Linked DNA regions of Mus musculus: regions 1 and 2 are each linked to region 3. Evidence: chromatin contacts called from public HiChIP or PLAC-seq data. All regions are on one chromosome and are shown on one strand. The core of a region is the stretch at or near the end of the contact, and the rest is flanking DNA. Distances in the headings are between cores, read along the strand shown. Region 1 overlaps Ppt1 (palmitoyl-protein thioesterase 1). Region 2 holds the start of Mfsd2a (major facilitator superfamily domain containing 2A). Region 3 holds the start of Zmpste24 (zinc metallopeptidase, STE24).

Region 1 (2,807 bases), core at 13-2,512, 1.8 Mb before region 3:
ACACCTCATGGCTGCCATGACATAAAACCTCGCCCATGTCTGCATTTACTTAGGGGCTTCTGGGAGTTGTAGTAAACAACTCGCAAGGGAAGCTAGTTCCAAACCTTTTCTTCCAAAGTAAAACCTCAGAGTTGATGTTTCTCTTGTGTGTTTAAAAACCATGAGCAAGAGGTCTTAGGATCTAGTACCTATGTAGAAATCAGCACCCAGGAAGTTGGTGTGAAAACAGCCTACTATGACCTTAGTTAGACAGCTTGTAAGCTCTTAGTGCTCTAGGACAGACAAGGCAGGAGTCTAGCTCCATGAAACACAGCAGCTCCAGGAACCAGGGTGGAGAGAAATAGTTTCAACCTCCCACAGCAGATCTGTCCCTCCGTTACCTCTGTGTATAGAGTGCTCTCCTGGAGGGGAATGGTTTCCTTAGCTTGGCCACTTCTGTAAAATCCAAACCACTTCAGGAGAGAAGGAAGAAAGCCAGGTCAGATCATGCACCCAGCACACTTGCAAAAATCATTTGAGGCTAGCTAGTACCTAAAACTACCAGCAAAATGAACATTGTAATAGATCTGACAGCAAGCAAGAAGGAAGAATGGGAAGGGGGTTTTTGGTTTAGGTGACCTGGAACTCACTTGTGTAGCCTAGGTTGGTTTTGACCTCGCAGGCTATCTGTCTGAGCCTCTTGAATGCTAGAGCTATAGGCATGTGTCATCATGCATAACATAAAGATGTGTCTTGAGTTAGCTCATTTTAAAGGTCAATCCCAAGGGATGAGCTAATCCTAAAATTTTCCATATCTCTGGAACTTGTGTTTCCTTCCTTGAGTGTATCAGCCCTGAAAGTCCCTGTGCTGCCCCAATCATTCAAGGGTGAATACACAAGCCCCCTTCCCATGAAGCCTCCTAGTCTAGAAGGCACAGAACCAATTCATTGTATAGCACTGGGTCAGTAGACTTCTGTTGAGGCCAGATTATATCAACATGGTTGTGGCTACTCACTTGCCACCATGACACAAAAGGAGCAACAGAGTGTGTGAGAAGAGAGTAGGGCTTTTCTAATGAAAGGCTTGTATAGACATGGAAATTTGGCTTTCAAATAGTGTTCACAGATAAAATATTGTAAATGTTTTCTCTATATATGTAGAAATTCTGAGCTCACAGGCCATTCAAAAATATAGTGAAATTTGGCCCCTAGGCTGCCTTCCCCTCTTCCCCTGTGATCTGACAGTGTGGACAGAGCTTCAGTTTGTGGCTTCAAATGCAGAAGCAGCTGGCGGTTTCTCACACCTGTCATCCTGGCACTCAAGAGGGTGAGAAGGATCACTTTGGGTTCAAGGCTAGACCAAACTACGAGGACCCTTCCAAAAGGAGGGAACCAAAATCTGGGAGTAGGGATGGTGTCCTAGAGGAACGATGTATGTGGCCTGAACAAAGAACAGGAGTAGTCGGATGGAGAAGCCAGGGAGAAGCTCTCAAAAGACAAGGCATGTGAGAGAGGCTTAAGACATTCCAAGTACTAAAATAGAGGTGACGAAGCTGGAAAGATTGGTCATTCTGAATCAAGGCAGGCCCATAAGCCCTTCCTCCACAGAATGTAACCACATAACTTTTTCATAAATTTCTCGGTACAACTAGGGGATTGCAGCCGATTTGGTATCTCATTTATGGGACACCTTGTTCACAGGTGAAGGCTGGCTGTGAGACCAGGTTTTGCCCACAAAGCAGCTATGGTCAGAATCATTGACCTCCTACAATCTCTTGGTACTCTGTGGACATGTCTCACCTCAGAGTCGACAGGGTCCACAATGGAATCATTAAAGAATTTCACCATCACAAACTTCTTGAGGGCCATCAGGTTCTTCTTGTAGGACTCATTGACACACTGGAATTAGAGGGGACAGTCATGCAGGGTCACTATTGTCAAGTTCAGCCTTTCCTTAAAACCTGTCTGACTGGCATGTCATCAGCCATGGGCTGGGTTCTGTCCACTCTCTCTCTATATACCTTACTCATTTAGGTCATAGGCTTCAAACATGACAAAATAAGAAGAATTCTGGGTGGCGCTGGCATTTGATTCTGTCCTTTGTTCTGTTTGTTATCTGCTTCAACTTTTTTTTTTTTTTGCTTAAAACAACAAACACCCTCAAGCTGGCCATCATATAAAATGAACCGTTAAGTTTACCAGAATGTCCCAAACCATGCTCATGCCTGGGCACAGTCTATGCCCTTCCCTGAGTCTCTCAAGTAAGTCTTTTCTGAGAAAACCCGCTCTAAAGGGCCCCACCTGGAAGAATGTCGTTTGTGAAGACAGCAGCTGTAAATTTCCACATTGCCCAGCTTGCCACCTATTGTAATATGTCAACATAAAGGAAGGGGGGGGGGACTTCAGGGAGGAGGAGAGTCAGATGAGTTCCAGCCCAGCCACCCTGAAAGGAACTGAAACTCAGTGAGCACTGCCACACACAAACAAAACCCATGGTTCCTGGCTTCTGCTCAGGGTATTTTTTTGTAACTAGCCACTGCTGATTTCTGATGGCCAGAAAGGAAGGTCTAGCCATGGGAGCCTATTTGGGCTCTTACCCTCTCTTGATTTATGTCTGCCAAGAAGATGCTGTAGTTTCGGTACACACTCTCCTTGATAGGGTCATGCCAGTACTGTGCTTGCACCAGGCTGAGAAAGAGAAGGAATGAAGGTGACTGGGTGCTTTCAGTCAGTATGCCTGGAACATACTCCAGTGTCTAGGCAACCAAGAGACTTCAAAAGGATGAAAAACCAAAGCCTGAAGTCCCAGGTCTAACCTTCTAATAGGG
Region 2 (2,703 bases), core at 49-2,548, 1.9 Mb before region 3:
CAGGCCTTCTTACAGTCTTCACTATTTCCCTTGGCTTGTTTCTGGACAGTGATGTGCCAGGGCACACAAGGGTGCTGTGGCCATTGTGGAGGAGTCAGATCTCAATAGCTCTTCCCTGCAATCTGAACTAAGAGGAGGGGAAAAAAAAAAAGCTTGACACTGAGAAACACAGGTCCTGTGTGAGCGGTCTCTGAGAGTCTAAGCAGTAACTTCACTGAAGAGGGAGAGCTGGACTTGACCCAGGCTCCTGGGGATCTGTGAAGGCTGGAGTGCCATTAGCAGAGGTGGAAGGAAAGGCAGCAAAGACCGTTCTCTGCTGGCACCTATGCCTGGCCTCTGTTTAGATGATGACGGTCCTCCCTTCTTTCAAGGACCACATTCCTCTGCATGCTCTTTCTCAAAGCTTTTCTTTTCTCTTCTCTCTTTTCTTTTCTTTTCTTTTCTTTTCTTTTCTTTTCTTTTCTTTTCTTTTCTTTTCTTTTCTTTTCTTTTCGACACAGAGGGCTGCTGGCGTCTTGTATCTCCCAGGGCTTCCTGTCTGGGAGCACAGACATAGCTCAGCCTTCTGTAATTTATGCTGAGGGGCAGAGCAGGAGAGTTATGAGTAAAGACTTTGGAACTGGACAAAACCTTTCTGGCCTGTCTGTGTCGCAACAGCTGTTCTTCTTGTGTCCCCCTTTCCTGGGTTGTAAAATGGGGATAATAATAGTACCACCCTCAGATGGCGTTCATAAGCACCCAGTGAGGTCATGTTAAGCCTGTTAGAAAGCTACCCATAAACGGCTGCTGTGGCCATGGCTCCTTCTTAGAACTTGCGAGTTCCCCTGCCTGGAAGCGGTAGCCACTGGACTTGGTAATTTTTCTGTCCCATTGAAAAAGGCCCCTACTTTTCAAAGGGAGGAAGAGGAAATTGTCGATCTTGAGACACGAGGGACATTGATAATGAAAGTTACAGCCCATGGCCTCAGGTTTGGGGGAGGGGAGAAGCCACCTGACTCCGGATTTTAAAAGGAGCTGATGGGGATTCAGAAGTCAAGGGCCACAGGCTCTACTCAGGGAAAACTCACTCTGGGGGACCTCGGACAGGTCACTTTCAGCCTGGGACTTCAGTTTCCTCGGGCGAGTCAGGTGGGTTTCTCAGCTTTGCTTAGGTAGTTAGGAGCACGCGGTGTGGGTTGCCGGCTTTGAGAACGTGGCTGAGCAGCGAGGCTCCGCCAGCCGAGATGGGCAGGCGCGTGCAGGGATTGGCTGGAGGCGCAGGCCCGAACCTTTAAGAGGCGCGGAGGGGACGTGCTAGGGAGTTTTCATCGCCGGCGTTCCTGGTTTGCTAAGTGCTAGCGAACGTAGTAGTGGCTGGGGCTGCGCCTAGGATCGGAGCCACAGGCGAGTGCCGGCCGGCAGAACACAAGAGCATCCCGGCGTCCCGGTCCCACGCGGCGTGGCCCGCGGGTCATGGCCAAAGGAGAAGGCGCCGAGAGCGGTTCCGCGGCGGGGCTGCTCCCCACCAGCATCCTCCAAGCCAGTGAACGGCCGGTCCAGGTGAAGGTGAGGTCCCGAGAGGAGGGCAAGGGGTGGTGGGCCGGCCGGGATGTGGGTATAGGGGCGTCGGAGACTAGGTCTGGCCTTGGGACACTTGGCGGTAACAGGGTACAGCGAAGCTTGAAAAAAGCAAGGAGTGCTCTGGGACCGGGAGTGATGGAGAAAGTCTGAAGCCCCTTTGCACACCCCTACAATGGGTTTGCGCCAAGAGAGGCGCCGGCAACTCTACGCGGCGTGGGGCTCTCCCCAGCGCTCTAGGTTCTACTGTGCTGAGCCACACTAGTTTCTCTCCCTAGACCTGAAGAGACCCCAGAAGTCTGAGAGTCCCTTTGGTTCTCCATCTCTCACCACCCCCCACTCTCGTGCTTTAACTCTGAGGAGGGCCACTCAAGTTCATTCATAAGAACAAGGGCTTTGCTCTTAAAGGAGCCGCATACCGAAAGCGTTTGTGTGACTGAGGGTTCACATGCACAGAGCTCCGCGTGTCTCGACATCCTCTCTCTCCGATCCGTTCTAACTCTTTGGATCTATTTAACCACACCATGAAACCATGCGGCCCCAGGAAAGGAATCTCTCACAATATAGCTAATTGGGAGGTGCTTAACTTTTCCTTTTAATTTTATTAACTGTTCTTGGAAGAAACGAGTAAGCAATTATGCTGTTACCATGTATGAGTAATCTCTACTTTCCCTGGGCAACCTCAGCCTCCCCTAGTGCTCCACCCGGAGAGGGCTGAGCCCTGCACCTGGAGCCCTTTTTACCCCTCTCCAAGGTCCCCTAGGAGCTGGAAAGGGTGCGTGTTAGGCAGATGGATGGTAGGACTGCTCAAGGGTTTGCCTGGAGCTGAAGACTCCCTACAGGGGCCCGGGAACTTTGGGACAGATTGAAAGAACAGCTGAGGATGCAGCGGGCTGGGCGCCCCCCCCCCTTCTGGTGCACTCATCCAGGACGCAGGTGGATCCTAGCTGCTGCGGGGCGTCAGGGAGGGAGCCTGGGCTGGGCTCAGGGAACTTTTGGCAGCAAGAGGATTTTCAGGTTGTGGCAGCTAGTGCCAGGTAGGGACAGGCCCATTGCTACCGCATGCTCTTTCTGGGTAACTTGGAAAGGAGCTGAGGGCCTGGGAGAAGATTTTATTTATTTATTTATTTATTTATTCATTTATTT
Region 3 (2,700 bases), core at 82-2,581:
AGAGTCCCTAACATCACAGTGGCATCCACCCTTTGTTGACACAAGGGCTAGGCTATGCTTGTGTTTTTCCACAGGACTCTACAACACCATGATGGGTGCCAGTACAAAACATCCAACCAGCCATGGAAAAGGAGGACAGGGACGAAGCCTCCTCTCTGAAGACCTTCTACCTGAGGAAATGGCACTTGTTAGAGCTATGTCTCTACTTGCCTGTGATCCCTGTTTTCATGCCATTTGCCTTACACCCAATCAAGTACAAAATATTTCCCAGGCCCATGAACAAAACTCAAAGTTCAGCTAACAGTTCAATCAGTAATTTTGCTGAAAGCAAAAAATCCCCCAAAAGAACTTTTGGTTGCCAAAGAATCTGTGATCCTATATTGAAGTAATTCACTTTGTCAAGTAACTTCTACTGATTACGCTCATGCAGATAAATTTAGTCATGGTTGAGAAATTTGAAACCTTAATCTCAACATCTTTAGCATCACAATCTCACCATATTTTAAATTGGAGCTACATATTTTAATTGGAGCTAAAGATTTCGCAATTCACTATAAATAATGTTTATACAAAGTGCTATTAGTTCATAGAAACTATTAATTAAATAACATTTACTTTGTGGTCAGAAAAATTCTGGCTTCACGTTTCAAGTAAAGTCAAAGTAGTAACAGGGGCCATAGTGACCCTATTTCATTGTTGAATTCCAAGGCAAAGGTACTGAGCTGTGATGGTGTGTGGTGATGTGTGGTGGTGGTGGTAGTGGTGGTGGTGGTAGTGTGTGTCTGAAACAAGGTCTTGCTAGGCTTAAAGGCAGTGGCTACCAAGCCTGCCTGTTTGAGGTTAGAAATGCAGTCCCAGGACTCACAGGTAAATGCCTCTTCTGACTTCACTTGGGGAGGATGAGATGAAATGTGTAAATGAAAATCCTAATCACTAGAGTCATTTTCATCTCTAATATTCCCAAAACCAGAACTTTCGAAGACAAGCCAAACAACCCCAAATGCCTCGTTTGGTTAGTTATCCTGGAGATGCACATCTAACCTTTGAACGGCACTAAATAGAAGGAAGGAAAAGTTTTAGAGCCTCTCTCATCCTTCCCAGCTACTTCTAGAGGGAATATTTCTATGACCCGGCTTATCCGGTCCGGTTAAGCACCGGGGTCCATTGCCCTCTCTGGTAACCCGCCAAAGCAAAGGAGAGGCGGCGACCACACTGACGTTCCCAGGAAGAAGGCCGGAACCTTTGAATTGGATCCCTGCACACAGAATCCGGAGGGATATTTCAGGTGCACCGCTGCTCATTCTTCAGGCGGAAGTGAGGAAGGTGGGGCGTCTTATTCTAGCAGAAATAAGTAGGTCCTTGAAGAGTAAGGCTGGAGGGAATCGTGTCTTTGTGACACTTCTGGCAAAGCTGAGGGAATGGGCGTCTGAAGAAGCCCTCGGAAGGGACCCGTATTGTTGTGACACCGCTGGCACTCTCCGAGGGACGCGTGTCGCTGAGGCACCGGTGCACGCTAAAGGAGCGGGTGAGATAGGGTGACGATGGGGATGTGGGCATCGGTGGACGCTATGTGGGACTTCCCTGCGGAGAAGCGAATCTTCGGGGCGGTGTTGCTCTTTTCCTGGACGGTGTATCTTTGGGAGACCTTCCTAGCACAGCGGCAGGTGAGCATTGACGTGTCTCCCCCGGCTGAGCCCCTGGACAGCCTTAGGCCAGCCCGAGCCTCTACCCAAGCCCCTTAGTGTTTGCCCGGATGTAGCAAACCGTAACCCCCGGTGAGCTTCCTAACTTTTCCTAATGGTGACTGCCGCTTTGAGGAGTTTTTGGAAAGGCAGAAGTTGTTTGCAACGTTGTAATGGGACCCAAGCCTGTAAGCGGCTAATGAAAGGGAAGAACTGCCCTACCGCCAAACTTGAGCATGTCTATGCCTGCTTTACAGCGTCTTAAGAATCTTTGGACCGGGACTTGACCAAGCCTCGTTGGTATAGGCTTTCTAAGTGGAGGTGCTAAATTTGTAGAATAATAACTTCCCATGATATTGATGTTACCATGCTCAACCTCACTTTGCAACCGTTCCAAAGACTCGCACGCCGTTTGAAAATCCTCATTAGAGCAAATGTTGTTTGGGGCCACAATGTGTGTGTGTTTCATTAAAATTTCTCTTTGGGTTTTTTGTTTAAAACGTTAAATAGTGCAGTAGAAAAGCTAACAGTTTTCCATGGAGATAGCCATAATTAACAGTTTAATTCGAAATGTGAACGTTTTAGTGAGATGGACTTTGAAACAACAAAACAAGTTATCTGCAACATTATAATGGGTCCCAAGCCTGTTGGTGTCTAATAAAAGGAAAGGACAGCCCTGCCGTCAAACTTATGCAGGTCTATGCCTGCTCTGCAGTGTCTAAGTTTGGACAACACTCGTCTGTGTCGTCCTTGAGAACCTTCCCCTTTAACTGCTGGACCTATTTCTTGAGCTCTGCAGTCCTTTTCGTCTGCAGTTTTCTTCTAACTTACACTGTATGTGAGTTTCTTTGCCAGGCAAGTGCTCTCCCACTGAACTACATTTCCCAGCCCTTCGTGACTCTCCGGATTGCAAGTTTGAAATTTTTTTTTTTTTTTTGGTTTTTTTGTTTTTTGTTTTTTGAGACAGGGTTTCTCTGTATAGCCCTGGCTGTCCTGGAACTCACTCTGTAGACCAGGC

Evidence for each region. HiChIP or PLAC-seq counts read pairs in DNA pulled down with a chosen protein or histone mark.
Region 1: an H3K27ac HiChIP or PLAC-seq map of large pre-B cells shows a contact between it and region 3, with 6 times the contacts expected there. The contact joins the enhancer-like site here to the promoter of Zmpste24 in region 3. A contact is called at or near these places in 10 of 39 promoter capture datasets (the 3T3-L1 cell line, cranial neural crest, embryonic stem cells and 6 more), 2 of 484 Hi-C or Micro-C datasets (embryonic stem cells and nephron progenitors) and 1 of 115 datasets of contacts at active chromatin or transcription factors (large pre-B cells).
Region 2: a contact with region 3 is called in an H3K4me3 HiChIP or PLAC-seq map of stem cell-derived neural progenitor cells, with 9 times the contacts expected there. The contact joins the promoter of Mfsd2a here to the promoter of Zmpste24 in region 3. A contact is called at or near these places in 11 of 39 promoter capture datasets (the C10 cell line, cranial neural crest, embryonic stem cells and 6 more) and 3 of 115 datasets of contacts at active chromatin or transcription factors (astrocytes, stem cell-derived neural progenitor cells and trophoblast stem cells).

What each region holds. Positions count from the first base shown.
Region 1 is chr4:122,853,451-122,856,257 of GRCm38.p6, reverse strand. Ppt1 (palmitoyl-protein thioesterase 1) reads right to left here. Exons shown (of 9, transcript NM_008917.3): 6 at 2,577-2,667; 7 at 1,780-1,878; 8 at 381-452. Among named protein-coding and RNA genes, the nearest start is that of Ppt1, 19 kb to the right of the region's middle. Within about 2 kb of position 1,262, at least 85 of the 459 cell types and tissues checked have an H3K27ac peak or open chromatin away from gene starts, as enhancers often do. A contact at or near this core is called in hematopoietic stem and progenitor cells, where this site is marked.
Region 2 is chr4:122,959,783-122,962,485 of GRCm38.p6, reverse strand. Mfsd2a (major facilitator superfamily domain containing 2A) reads left to right here and starts at 1,298. Exons shown (of 14, transcript NM_029662.2): 1 at 1,298-1,545. The coding sequence starts at 1,453.
Region 3 is chr4:121,096,841-121,099,540 of GRCm38.p6, reverse strand. It overlaps Zmpste24 (zinc metallopeptidase, STE24), which reads left to right and starts at 1,331. Exons shown (of 10, transcript NM_172700.3): 1 at 1,331-1,664. The coding sequence starts at 1,542.